Regions from separate parts of the Triticum aestivum genome. Here region 2 is linked to region 1. Evidence: chromatin contacts called from public Hi-C data. All regions are on one chromosome and are shown on one strand. The core of a region is the stretch at or near the end of the contact, and the rest is flanking DNA. Distances in the headings are between cores, read along the strand shown. Region 1 holds the start of LOC123104987 (ATP sulfurylase 4, chloroplastic). Region 2 overlaps LOC123104988.

The links. Hi-C and Micro-C count contacts between places; a contact is called where the count stands out from the background.
Region 2: a contact with region 1 is called in a Hi-C map of leaf, with 8 times the contacts expected there. The contact joins the enhancer-like site here to the promoter of LOC123104987 in region 1. A contact is called at or near these places in 1 of 5 Hi-C or Micro-C datasets (leaf) and 1 of 1 datasets of contacts at active chromatin or transcription factors (leaf).

Annotation. Positions count from the first base shown.
Region 1 is chr5A:582,689,329-582,696,518 of IWGSC CS RefSeq v2.1, forward strand. LOC123104987 (ATP sulfurylase 4, chloroplastic) reads right to left here and starts at 5,523. Exons shown (of 5, transcript XM_044526945.1): 1 at 4,837-5,523; 2 at 3,375-3,780; 3 at 2,855-3,115; 4 at 2,637-2,723; 5 at 2,122-2,547. The coding sequence starts at 5,351. The coding sequence ends at 2,407. It overlaps LOC123104984 (calmodulin-like protein 4), which reads left to right. Exons shown (of 4, transcript XM_044526944.1): 2 at 777-934; 3 at 1,029-1,109; 4 at 1,202-1,575. The coding sequence ends at 1,354.
Region 2 is chr5A:582,821,173-582,828,674 of IWGSC CS RefSeq v2.1, forward strand. LOC123104988 reads right to left here. Exons shown (of 10, transcript XM_044526946.1): 3 at 6,567-7,483; 4 at 6,008-6,431; 5 at 5,746-5,927; 6 at 4,516-4,672; 7 at 4,203-4,430; 8 at 3,750-4,100; 9 at 3,177-3,278; 10 at 2,328-3,073. The coding sequence ends at 2,843. Among protein-coding and RNA genes, the nearest start is that of LOC123104988, 7.2 kb to the right of the region's middle. Within about 2 kb of position 1,734, at least 6 of the 8 cell types and tissues checked have an H3K27ac peak or open chromatin away from gene starts, as enhancers often do. A contact at or near this core is called in leaf, where this site is marked.

The sequences.
Region 1 (7,190 bases), core at 4,273-6,772:
AAAAAAAAAAAACTCCTCAAATGCAGAACTGGCAGTCCTAACCTGAATGAACCATAAATAAGACGGGCTCATGGTTTTCTAACGCGTCGCCGCTTGTCCAACTCTGTCTGCTCTAGAGAAAGCAGTATATGACTAATTTCAGATATTATAGCCTGTTTTTAGTTCCTCTCTCGAACGATGCTAGAGTAGTGGATTCAACCCTGCAATTCAAAGAATTTTTGTACAGAACAAACATGTAGGGTCCGTCTCATTCATATGAAACCCCCCTACTGCAGAGACCTGTTGTGCCAAACAAGCACTTGGTTTAGTCAAAGAACCCTTTAGCTTGTCACAACAAGTGCTTTGCAGTCCACCTGCTTTCTTCAGAATTTTTTTTATCTCTGCAGTCCACCTACTTTCTACACACAAAAAATGCCCATACATGGCTCGCTAATCTAATGCCCAAGTTCCTCAAGTAATTTTTAGACAGAAAGTTCCTTAAGCAATCCATGACATTCCCTTCAAGAATCAAAACTGTTTTCTGATGGCTGTGGTGATATTACTTGTCACACACTTCTCTACTCGTATACATTTAACTAGTACTCCAGTTTATCATATCCTTTGCCTCCTCAAACCTCTATCTTTTGCCAAAATCTTTGACCGTGCTTTGCACGTGGTGTTGTCTTGGCCTCTCCGGGATCGGGAATTCAGGATAAGTATGAGCTAAATTGAACAATAATTATTTTTTGATTCTGATTGACATGTGAGATATTGGGACATTAATTTGTCACATGAAGGATGCATCAGCTTGGAAGAGCTGGCCGCGGTGACTCGCTCCCTCGGCCTCGATCCGACCAACCAAGAGCTCAATGACATGATGCGTGAAGTCGACATGGATGGAAATGGCACCATTGATTTCCAGGAGTTCTTGAGCCTCATTGCCAGGAAGATGCAGGTGAAGCTCTGCAATCAGATGAAATAATCAACTGTTTGATTTGATTCTACTAGCTTGAACGTGCTGTTACTTTTGATTTCCACGTGAATTGTAGGATGGAGATGGAGATGAAGAGCTCAAGGAAGCTTTCGAGGTCCTGGACAAGGATCGGAATGGTTTTATCTCCCCTGTTGAGGTGAGTATATTGGCACCCTCTTCTCAAGTTCAGATAATTCCCAAGCTCATTTGAGGCACTCCTGAATTTCATGTTGCCCATGTGAAATGCAGCTGAGGACGGTGATGATCAATCTCGGGGAGAAGATGACCGACGAGGAGGTTGAGCAGATGATCAGGGAGGCGGACACTGATGGCGACGGGCAGGTGAACTACGACGAATTCGTGCTCATGATGAAGAATGCCGAGCGCAAGATAACTGGGTGAACAAAATTAAATATGCTGTTTGCTCTAAAAATATATATGCTGGCGATAGATGTGAAACCACTGGTTCTCAGATTGGATGCACTGTCTCCGTTGTAAATTCGCTGCTTGTGGTACTGTTATTTTCTGAAGCCACTGTAAGCTTGTGTATTCATCTTAGAAGCTGTTTGTGCACTATATAAACGGCAATTGCCACATATATTTACACCACGTTCTTTGGTTCTTGCAAGCTATGTTAGCCGTGTTTACCTTGTTTTACAATGTCTACCGCGTGGTCAGGTGTGTACCAAATGAATGGCATTAGCTAGAACAGTCATTTTTGTCTTGGGGGGGGGGGGGGGGGGGGGGGGGTGCACAGCCGATTCCAACTGAGACTAAGATGAATGGCAGGCAGACTATGCTGGAGTTAGGGCATCTCCAAGAGCATCCCCTACTCTTCCCCTATATGTCCGTTTCGGATTAAAGGGACAAAAAGCCCTCCTCCAAGGAGAACCACTACTTCTGCCTAGCCTGCGGTGGTGGCTTGAGAAAGAAGCAGCAGAATGAGGAACACAAAAATGGATCATCCAACGGTACACACAAACTCAACTGTATTTTCTAACTCAGTCAGTCCCTAAAATAATCTCTCATGTCAATTTCATCACTTACGCTTGAATGTATCCTTTTCATTTTGCCATGATCTATATGTATATCATGTGCTCCAGTGAAAAATATAACACCATGGAACTAAAGTCATGAAGAAATTTCAATATCAAACCTAAGAAGAGATCTTAGCAAGCACATCAAGCACTAGATAAATTACCACCACACTATTATATGTCGTTATGTACAAATCCGAAGAGAATACAAAACCCATCCTTATTGGCACCACAAGCACATGATGGGCTCCAGGGGGCAACACTGCTAGCAGATATACTAGTAAGCAGTACAAACCACACGGGGAGTGCTGGGGATCATGCCCAAATGTCAAGTCTTACCACCAATACACAATCATATATCATCGGTTCATGACACGTGATACAACGATATTACTTATCCGAAGCGTCTTTCAGCTTCTACGCTGCAACTGCCTCTCGCAGTTTGCTGCTGCCTTCTGGCGGTGCCAAGCTGTCGTAGTACTCAACGAGGACCTTCCAGCCACCAGGGCACATAAAACCATCTGGTGGGCTCTCACGGTTCTTGGCAAGGCTGCGCATCTGTTTACAGAGGCAAGGGTGTCAGGGCATGGCTAACAAAATGTTGGTGCCAAAGTTAATGATGTGCCAACGACACCGAAATGAATTACCTTTGTGCCAGAGATGAACAGGAAGTCTTCTTTCCTTGATGGATCAAAGAAATTCATCTTGTTATGTTTTGTGTCATACGCAGCAACCTGATCCAAAATAAGAATCAGAAGACAGGTCAAGAAACCAAAATATGTCAAGGATATTCTATTTCAAAATTGAATAACAGTCGTTTGTGTCAAGATCAGAATGAGGTGTCTGGTCTGGAAGGATTACCCACCTTGAAAGGAAGGATATTGAGCCTCTCAAGCCCAGGAGCCATACTCAGTACTTTTTTCCCGTGATCAGCATCATAAAGGTCCCTCTTTTCGGTCGGGTGGCCCATACCAGCAGGATCCCTTCCGACAATATAGAAGTTTGCACCAGCATTAATACGAGCCTTGGCATGCCACTGCACCTCAGTTGGCCCAGCATAATGCATTGGTGAAGGGAAGATTGCAACCACAGTTGATTCTGGGTTTAGGACACCTTCCTCAAGAACCTGGCAAAATGAAGAAGAAACGTCACAACAATGCAGGAATTATCCTTTTTAATGTGTCTATCCTAGTGTAATCAAATAAAAGTTTTCACCGTAAGTTTCTATGACATACTCCCTCCATCCCAAAATAAGTGTCTCAACTTTGTACTAACTTTAGTACCAAGTTGTACTTAAGTTGAGACACTTATTTTGGGACGGAGGGAGTACTAGGAGTCTTTTTTTTCTTTAGAAAAAGGACGGTAGGATCATTATAACGCAATACCTTCTCATGCTGCTTCATTCTCACACTAAGAGGCACGTCATCTGCCTTTGTGAATCCTCCCAGTGGATGGAGAAGAAGAACAGGGTTTTTGTAGCCCATCTCAAGAAGGCGCCTCCGTGTATCAGTCATGAGCAGCGCATGCCCATTGTGCACAGGGTTACGAAGTTGAAAAGCAAATACTGCATCTGCATTGCGCCTGGCAAATTCTTCACGCAGCTGTGATGGAGACAAACGATACTGATCCAGACCATCATTATACTTGATTGGTTCTATAACCTCCAGGTCTCCACCAATCAGCCAATCACCAGCATTTGTAATGGCCTCCTCTACGTACGGCAGTCCGCGTGCAGTTGTTCCCCAAGTCCGTGCGATTCTTTCTTCCTTGTTATGCTTGTAGATCTCAATACTGAAGAAAGAAGGGGCGAGTGTTAAAAATGAGTTGCAGTTGTAGAGCATTAAGTACAGTAAAAGAAAACCACACTCCTTATCATATAAATAGGCTATGCTTGTTTCCAACACGTTGGAAGCCATGTGTAACATCTTCTCAAGACTAGAGATTCCGTCAACAGATAGCGGCGTCTTACGTCGATGTCATTATGTCACTTTAGTTATCAGGTGACTACATTTCTTGGCCAGCATCATTTTCATTTTTAGCATTCAATGTTTAAAAGAAGTCTATACTTAAATGGCAAATACAAGAGAATCACGGTGATGTAAGTACGAGGCATCGCACGTCCTAAAGTACTAGGAATGGCGGCAAAAAAACGACAAAACGGTATCTATTCAAGGAAACGATACGATAAGATATGTAATTTAATATGCCTGAAGGTATTGTCAAGTTTAATACGACCGAAGATATTACCAAGTTTACTACGACCAACGGTATTACCAAGTTGACTACGACCAAATGTATTGTCGACTTTACTAATCATCTATTGGAGGATGCATGATTGGAATACCACGGATATCTGAAGTCTGTCAACATATACAAATATACTGTTAAAAGTATGAGTGAAGTCCTCACTATCATAGCCCCATTCCACAAAAGCAGAAACTGTTACAAATTTAGTTTGACTGTCAAATAACCACTTGAGGTAGAAAATTGCGCCCGCATTCTTGGCAAAAGAAATATATACTTACACTAAGTTCACATAAGACCTAGAATTGTGTATGAAGATAAGCTATGTAGCTATTGAAATGTGCAAACCATATGTTTCAGGTTGAAGAAACCACCATTGTCAGCAGGAGCCTAAATAAGGTCACAACACAAGCCCCCAATTCCTACCAGAACATCGTAATAAATTCTACTCGTATCTTAAAATTGGCAGCTACATTCAGTCGTGACCTACCAATGCGTAATTGCACATACGGGGGCATGTGAGAAAGGAAGGATTGGCAGACATGAATCGGAGAGAGGGGGAAAAAAGAGATAGAGAAGGAAGGGGATGTGTTGTGTTCTCACTCGCTGAGCACGGCGACGGGGCGGTCGTGGGCGTCGACGAGCGCGACGGCGGTGGCGCCGTCGGCCTGGATGGCGCGGCGCTGGGCGTCGTCGAGGGCGAGGACGATGGGCACGGACATGTTGACGAGGGTGCCATCGGCGCCGCGGACGGCGTTGAAATGAAGTGCTTGGAGGAACTCGGTCTCGCGCATGAAGCCGCGCAGCGGGCTGGCCCAGCCCTCGCTGAGCACGTGCAGCCACTCGGTGTCCACGCGGCCCAGGCGCACGCGGTGCGGCAGCGCCGCCGCCTCCCGGCGCAGCGCCGCCCGCCGGCCGCCCTCCTCGGGCGCCACCAGCTCCACCAGCCTGCCCCCGTCCGGCTCGATCAGGCCGCCGGCCCGGCACCGCACCCCGCGCGCCGCCGCCCTGCCGCCCCTCACCGCGACCCCCACCCGCGCCGGCTGTCCCTGACCATGGCCCCTGCTCGGCCGCGCCAGCTGCGGGAATCTCACTGCGAAGGCGGCCTGCGTCGCCATGGCTGCTGCTGCTTCCCGTCGACGATTTGGTCTCTCTCAGATTCCACCTCCCCCCACTACTTATATCGTGTCGGGGCGTTTGTGTTTTCGTCTCGCTCTTGCCTTGTGGCTGGCGGGCGGCCTGACCTTGGTGGTGGGTGCGTGTATAAAAAATGGGGGGGAGGGCGAAGGTGAACCTGGATGGGATTGCGGGGAGGGTGCGGGGCGGAGGCCATGGGCGCGGTGAACGTGGACAAGGGGGGTGGGGGCTGCACTAATGGGGGCTGATGAGGATGATGGAGCGGGCTGGGAAGTGCCTTCCTCGCAACCTTGCTGCAGTTTCGGATTTTTTTTTTTTGAGTTACACTTGGACTTGGACTGGTGTCCCGAACGACTTTCGTGACGTCTGAACTTATGTGTCTTTTGTCGAGGTTGGATCGTCTACGCTGTGGGGGTTTATGGCCCTTCATGGCTCCTTCTTCCTTGACCCTAAAAAAACCCTCGATTACATGGGCACAAATCATAGACCACAACACACACCATTAGAGCATCTCCAACAGCCGCCCTAAATAAGCGCCGCGCAGCAAATTTAGCCATTTTAGCGTGCGCGCAACCGATAGAGTGGCTCCAGCGGGCGCGCAATAACCGCGCGCGCGGCATATGGAGTTGGGCGCGCGATCCGAATCGCCAACTCGCACTGTGTATTTGGGGCGCCCGCTTCTGCGCGCGGCACACACGAGCGCTCGCGACACACTCTCTCCTCCTCGCCACCTCGCCCCGCACGCGCCGGCGCCGGCGAACTTGACCCGATGGACGCACGCGCCGGCACCCCGCTGACCCCATCCTATAGCCACGACCCCTCCACCGCCGCAAACCCTAGCGCGGGGAGCGTTGGCCTCGCCTCCGCCGGAACTCCTTCGAGCATCGGCCTCGCGCGTGGCCTCTTCATGCCGCTGCGGATGACCTCGGCGGCGGGTGGCGTCGCGCCCCCCCCCCCCCCCCCCTCGAAGCTCCCCAATGCGGCGCGGCCGAAGAAGGGCAAGACATCCGCGAAGAAGAACAAGACAGCGGACGGCTCCGGCACCTCGAAGGCGAGGAGGAAGAAGCTTGCAGGGCGTGTGACGGGTGCGGCGGCTACCGAAGCGCCGGCAAGCTCACTCGTTGAGCCGGTGGCCGACGCGCACAACGTGTTCGACAATATGCCTCAAAGGTAAAAAAATTCCCACTTTTCTTTTCTTGTCATTTTTTGAATGCATTTATATAGATAGCTTATTTGCATTGTTCTATGTATTTTGTAGTCTCAACGATGATGTATACATGTCAACTATGGGTGTTGGCTCCAACAATTCGCATTGGTTTCAAACCAGTGACATGCATTTTGAAGACCATGAGTTCGAGGTGGACGAGGATGGTGAGGGCATTGTCGATGCGCCGAAAGGAAGAGCGGGCAATTACACCAACGCCGAAGACATCTTACTATGCAATACTTGGTTGCAAGTGTCAAGGGATCCATCCGTTGGAGGTGGTCAAAGTAGAGATGCTTATTGGGGGCGGATGAAAGAACACTTTGATGTTCACAACGTGAGTGGAATTGACCGCTCCGAGCGATCACTTCGGTCCTGGTGGTCGACAATCAACAAGGATTGCCAAAAGTGGGTGGCGGCACAAAAGGCGGTTGACAAGTTGAACCCAAGTGGCACCAATGAGGACGATAGAGTAAGTGGCATTTCATCCATGTTCATCATACTTGTTGTTGGTGTTTGAAGTTCTAACTTGCTTTGTTTTCATGTAGTACAACATTGCACAAAACTTGTTCAAAGGAGAGGAGAAGAGAACCAAGAAGGGGAAGATCAAGAAAGG
Region 2 (7,502 bases), core at 484-2,983, 130 kb after region 1:
GTTACTTGTTACTACCTCCACAGTGGGTAGTAACATATGTATTGTGTTATACATCAATTTATTTATTAGGCTATAGACTCATCTTTTCTTGATATGTGTGATGTTACAGTAACTAGCTATGTTACTACATTCTTCTCTTTCTTTATTAATTACATGCCACATCATCTATTTTGCCTAGATAAGTGTGATGTTACTACTTATGTTACTCCCACTGCGGGTAGTCTAAGTGTGATGACCCCGAAAAGAAACAATGACAAACATGTGAACCTAGGCAAAACATCTAACTGAAAGAAGCCTATCAATGCATGAGAAACTTTAGTTGCTAACTCATTAAAGGAAGGAAGCTTAGATAACATCTAAGTACCATTGCATTGGCAGCAGCCTGACGTGCTTCTCGCTGGTGGCTTATCGCCTGAGGATGAGGTGTCGAAAGTGCATGCGCGCGCCAAGTGTTGGGGAAAATTTCCCACCAGAGATATTATGATGGAAAAAAAAGATAGATGAATAAGAGAGAATATTACCATGTGGGCAAGACTGGTCAAACATAGACACCGCTTCAAATTGGAGGGACGAAACTTGTCCGGAATGAAAAGGTCAGGATGTGACATTTTTGGTTGAAGTTGAGGGATCAAATCCGTACTAATTGATAAGAACATGGACAAAACATATGCTTTTCTCATATTACTTTGCTTTAAAGGTCTTTACACATATGAATCTGAATGGACGTACATAGTCGTGGACTATTTGGCTTGAAGCAGTAGCTAACCAAGAGCTGATAGAGCCACGCGCCTGGACCTGGAGAAGCCGTAGTACTACGAAGGAGAATGGGAAGGAGCAATGATGCCGTTTGCGAGGATGACCGGCTGATTCCAAGCATGACGAATGTCTGAAACATCTCCAACAAATGGCTAGCTGTTACTACTACTACGATAGCATCGACATTGGAATGAACGATTCCTTCCCTCTGGCTTGAATAAGCCTAGTAGGCAAGGCGATTGACAACTTGGGGAGGGCGATGTATATGCCGGCGGGACGGTGGAGGGAGAGAAGAGAAGAGAAGATATGGACGGATGTGCTCACCTTATTTTGGTGCTGCGTCGATGCCCGCAACCTGCACACACACACACAGCTGCGGATTGCGGTGTCGCTCTCTGTCATGTGCCCAACAGGGAAAGAGTGAAACTGTCACAGCACGATCTAACCACAGCTTCAAGAGTTAGATCATGCTGGCAGCTTCACGCTTTCTCTTGGGCACTCGAACTAACTACCGCCCTAGCTAGCTAGCTTCGAATCCATGGAGGATCGATACCCCCGTGCATGCTTATATAGACGACGCTACATACAAGATTGATGGAGGGATCACATGGGGGCCGTCCGGCCGGTCAAGACTGGTCTCGTGCTCCCGCGCGGCATTGTCGCTGACTCCCGGCGGAGCGGATCCGAGACGGACGGGAGCGCCTGCCCATCGCCGATGCATGCAGCTGGACTGGACTGGACTGGACTGGACTGGCAGTCGTGCGGCCAATGGGCGCAAAGTCACAAGGCCTCACATGCACGGCCTTGTCGTGGCGCGCCGTGGATGGAGGGAGCCGGGCCTGGTCCCCCCGGACAGGGGATCATAGTTAAACCAGCGCCACCCCCCGATCTTGTCTTAGCCCGCGGACACCTCCGCCCTCGAGAAGCCAAAATCAGACGCGGGCCGCATATAATACATTTGGTTTTCATTTTTGTGAGGAGGAGCAAGCTAGGCAGACGTGCGTGCACGCGCCAGCTGGGGGTAGATCGGTTCAGCGGTGCTGCCCTGCATCTGGTCAAGGGCGTGCCGCTAATTTACCGGTCAAGATCAGCGGCAGCAAGCGAAGTTGATGCTTCTTCGCAACAGAGAAAAAAAACGATGCTGCGCTGTAGTACATTTTAGCTTGCAGGTGAGAATTCTACTGCTGGTAGAAACAGTCTGGACAAACACTTGCCGGCTTGTGATTATGGCACTTGTCCACCCACAACTGCAGTGTCTGCGTAATATATCTGTCGAGTGCGCAGGAGCACGTACGGAAATGTCCGGTTGACTTGAGCATCCAACGTCGATGCGTGCTGCCGCACTTTCCAAGATTTGGCCTGCAAGATCCGCATTAAAGAGAGAAAGTGCCATTCCATCTAGGAGTACGTCCGAGACTTTGCATCCAATCTTTTACGCCAAGTGCATACCATGCACTAACACTGTATAGGTAATACTACTAATAATATACTGATGAAAATCTTGACTTTGCACAGCCACAGCGCCTGTAACGTTTTTGCCGACGACAACCACCAATACAACTGCTGGCAGGGAAATCATAACACACAGCCTCGTTAAAAAAAGTAGCAACCGTTCCCGTTTGTTACACAACTCAGCATTCTAAGGTTACATGGATCACCGCTGGACCAACAATCTTACGTACACAGATACATAAAAATGGAGCCTTGACCTAAAATCGATAACTTAGACTCAACTGAATAATATAAGTTATGGAAAATTGGAAATTACTATGAAGAAGATAATTACATGACATACACATACACACACGACCAGGATGGAGAGCCAGCATGCAGTGCAGCTACAAAACTGACCCAGGAGGAGCTTCCGCGGCCAAAGTCACCCCTCGCCTTGGTTTGACTTTTTCCGCCACCACCCGAAGACCAACATCAGTGAAATGCGGAGTGTTCTGGTCCGAGCCCCGAGGAACTCGGACGCTGGCCAGATCCAGCGACCTGCTATAAGCGCCCGGTTTAACCTGTCCTGACCTAGGCCAATCTGGCAGCAAGGCTGCCTCACCATCAGCTTTCTCATTCAGGGTCCACAGGTTCAGCTCAGGTCATAGCATGTGGGTAAGGAGCAAAGCGAATTGTAAATTTGCTCGGCCTTGGGGCGCCTAGATGCGGTTCCTCTGGTGCACTGGTAGAATAGATCAATTAGAAATCTCAGTTTCTCTGCATGAGCATCAGATGTGATCCCCAACTTCAGCCTCGTAATTGGCTCGTCCACTGTCCAGAACGCTTCTAATTCTTTAGTTAGCCTTGGCCTTTGTTTCTTCCTCTGATGACATAGAATTCACAAGATGTTACTTCGTATATGTTTACCCAAAACAATAAGCAAATACAAAATATACAAGAGCCAACTTCTGATGTAGAGGTCTTACCTTTATGAGATCATATATTTCTGAATCTGGTAGTCCCTCGTAGGGTATACGAAGTGTAAGCATCTCGAATATAAAACATCCATATGACCAGATATCCACTTCCTGCATCAAAAGCCATATTTAACCGCATCAATACCGCTTTATTTTGGGGTGTTGGTTGGGGCTAGGACTATATCTAATTAGCATAATCTGGTAGGTAGCTAGGGGCCTATTTGCTGATATTAACATAGTTTATAATATACTGAAATCCAAGTGGCTTTACACTAACCAATAACATGACAATGCACATTACTGTACACAGGATAGTCAGCAATCAGAGTAACAATCATCACACAGGATACATGGCAATGCACATTACCACACACAAGTATAAATGTTTAAGATTAGCTAATGCAAGCAATGAAGAAAAATTAGTGTTCCAGTAACACATCATGATAATAACTACCAAATATTGGAATTTTCAATCAGAAACATGGCTGAGCTACTCCGTAGTACATACAGTACTGTTCAGAGCTGTTCAATATGAGTTGAGCAAAAAAAAAAGGACAGCGCAATGTTTAAATGAATGCTTACCAGTCCATACTGGGTTTTCTCATGCATGGCCTGAAGAACCTCTGGAGCCATCCAACAAGGTGTCCCAACACAAACATTGGGTGGATATGTGCCAAGGTGAGCTATACAGCATGTATGGGATAGAGAATGCAAAGGAATGGATCTATCAAAATCAGAGAGTTTGACTACTGGTGTCCCATGACTCCTCTTCGAATCCAGATCAACCAAAACATTCTCGCTTTTTATATCCCGGTGAATAACTAGCTTCCTGTGCATCTCCAACAAAGCACAAGCAACTTCTCGAGCAATGTAAAATGCCAGGTCCACAGGTACATGTTTCTTGCCCTCTTTCAGTAGTTTTGTCAAATAGCCCTAATTTGAAATTAAAAGATCCAGTTATCACTGAGAACATATAAAACAAAAAAGACATCAACGAATACAAGAAGGCTCATAACGATGAACAAATGAATTTACCTTCAGTGAACCTCCTTTCACATATTCCATTAAAATTACAGACTGCATTATCCTGTACTCCTTATCACTATCATCTTGAACCCATTTAGAAGAAAGTTGGTGACCATATATGTCCACTATGGATCTGTGCTTCCTTAGAGCATTCATCATTCTTACTTCCCCAAGAAGCTTGTATTCAAATTTTTTTACTTCATCATTAGAAGCACGCCGGGTATCTAGGTACCGTATCTGCATTTGAAACCAACGCCAAGTAAATACATGAAACATAGTAAAGGCACCGAAGAAATTTAGAAGGCAAAAAAAAAAAAAAAACCTTTGCTGCTGCATCAACTGAACCAATTTTGCAGTGGTAGACAGCGCTAGAAGCTGTAGCTTCAATTTCTTTGCATAGTGAGACCGAAGGGAAGGAAGACCGAGGTGTATAGCCTTCATCATCAAGCGCAACGTGCAGTCGACTGAGGGGAACATACCTAAAACCACGTGCACATAATTAGTAACGAAATAATTTTGTAGTCAAGAAGAATCACTGAATAAGCATGTAGCATGTACTCCCTCCGTTCCAAATTACTCGTCGAAGAAATGGATGTATCTAGAACTAAAATACATCTAGATACACCCATACCTGCGACAAGTAATTCGGAACGGAGGGAGTACTTTTGTTTTCAACACCTCCATGAAGCAGCATGATTAAAATTTAAATACTAGATCAGCAGATAACGCCCCCTAATATCAGGCAAACAAAATAACAAACAAAAGAGTATGCAAGAACAACGCAATAACTGAAATGAAAGACATAACATACCATATCATACCAATACAGAGTGATTAGACACGATGTACTAGCATATCCTGACAGCCTGACAGCTACATATCGTACAATATTTCACAATATCCAATTTTGCAATCGCACACATAAGGCATCGGCAATTGGCATTATAAGTTCTCATCTTATTACACATACTATTACAATATTACTGACCTTTTGCAATTTAAGTCATAATAAAGTTAGATAACTACCTCCGTCCTGGTTTACTAGTCCCCCTCATATTTTGGGTCATACTTTGACCATGATTTCAACTAATAAAATATAAGTTATATGTAGCAAAAATAATATCATTGCAAACTACATCCAAATACGAATCCAAAATAATATTTTTTGGCGACATGCATTAACATTTTGTTGGTCAAATATACGATCAAACTTTAACCGAAAGTACGAGGAGAACTAGTAAACCAGGACGGAGGTAATCCCTCCGTTCCAAATTACTCGTCGTGGTTTTAGTTCAAATTTGATGAACTAAAACCACGACGAGTAATTTGGAACGGAGGGAGTAGTACATAGCACATGAATACAGTATAAACTACATATGGCATTTATGTAGGCCATGTTTTTGACCTGATCACAGAATTGACATAACACTGAAACAGCAGTAACAATATAATGACAATATGACAGAACCAGCATAGTGCAAGTTAGTTGCTACCATAAATTCAAGGTAAAGTGGAGTCAGTATTTTTCCCTATACGATCACAAGGCACTCACCTGCAGAAGTACTCTGGATCCGTCTCTTCCTTTATGTTTGTGGGGTAACACGCATCAACAATCATCCTTACCAAGATATTCCCTTGTCTAACAGGGACAACATTCCAAGCATGAGGCGTGTAGTCAAGATGCCCCCTCACAAGCTCACAAGGAATTGGAGGGTCCGCCCGGTCACACAAATACTGCAATAGATAAGGTAGCCATGTCAAAGCCTCAACTGATAAACATAAAACATAAGTCAGATAACAGAACAACAAGGTACCTTCATTAGGACAGCTCGGTGCCTACAAACACCAAACTGCAATGCCCCTATTGGTACAATGCCTGAATTATTCCTTTCCTTGATGATGTGTATTGATTTATCACAGAGACCAGTAAAATTGAAGTGCCCAGGAGGAGTACTGGCTTGTTTTGATGCTTCATTGCTATCACACATGCTACCGGCAGAACAAGTACAAATGAATGGTTGCTCCTTCCTCAAGCTAACAATAGCTCCCCGTGTTCTCCTCAGAGAAGCACTTCGATCACAACCTCCAAAACAGTCAGAGACAAACAAAGCAAGAACTGATGCCCTTAGCAAGTCCTGACCTGCATCTTCATCTGTTTCGGAATAACTTGGCCTCTTCAAACTGGATAACAACAGTTGTGCTGAAGAAGCAATTGCGTCCAATTCTTCATCTTGTTCTCTTAAGAGAAAGAAGCAAAAAAAAAAGTCAGGCAGATTGCAAACATATCCTATGCTCTCAAATAGACCAATCAGAAAGAGCATACAGCATATAAAAAAGCAAATTACCAAACAACGGATAGGAATGTGCACTAACCTGTCCAAAAGAATAACTTCGCGTGCATACAGTCCGAGACTCCGTTCATACTCCTCTAATGGCATGAACGGCATATCTCGTCCCGCGTCATAAAATCCATCCGGTAAATGGTCATCTATGCTGCAAAATGACTCCACGCTGTACTTATAGGATAACTTCGAGGATTCATCAATTGGTCTTGGGCATTTGCTGGGTTTGGGATTATTGTCCATATCAGGATGCCTTTTAGATTTCAGTGTAAGCTTACATGCCTCTGAAGTGTTCTCTTCAACAACATCAACTGCATTGCGGGTCGATGAAGCAGTATCCTCAAGTTCATTTTCAATACTGCCCAAACAAGCTGGATCGGTGCTGATACCAGAATTGTTGTCATGACAACTTCTCATATTTATTCCAGTTTTTCCATCGTCATATTGGTCCTGAAGCATCATGCCACTATCTTTTATAAGCCCATCTGAGTCATAATCGATTATGCAAGATAGGTCTTCAGATATAGAACTTGTTTCTTTCAAATGCTGTGCTGAACTTTCTTCAACAATGTCTTTCATCACTGGCCTGTTTTCCATATCATCTTCAGTCATGTTCACAGCCATTTCATCAATGTCATTTTCACAAAGCCTGCTCCTGCTGGACTCCAAACGCTCCTGGCGAGCCTGCTGTTGCAGGCAATCCCGTCGCTTCCAGCCCTTCTTCATTTTCTGTGCGGTATGAGCTTTTAAATTGGGGGAAATATCTGTGGGTGAGCATGAGAGCACGCCATTGCAAGCATGACTTGCAGGTCTAGGTTCTGCTGATCTGTTTATATTTGCGATACCTAGACGTTGTAGCTTGTCACTCTTCAAAGGAATTTCACCATTTTCCCTCATGTCACAGCATACCCAAGAGGGTATCATAAAAGAATGGGAAATCCTATTAAACTTGAAGATAGAAAAAGAA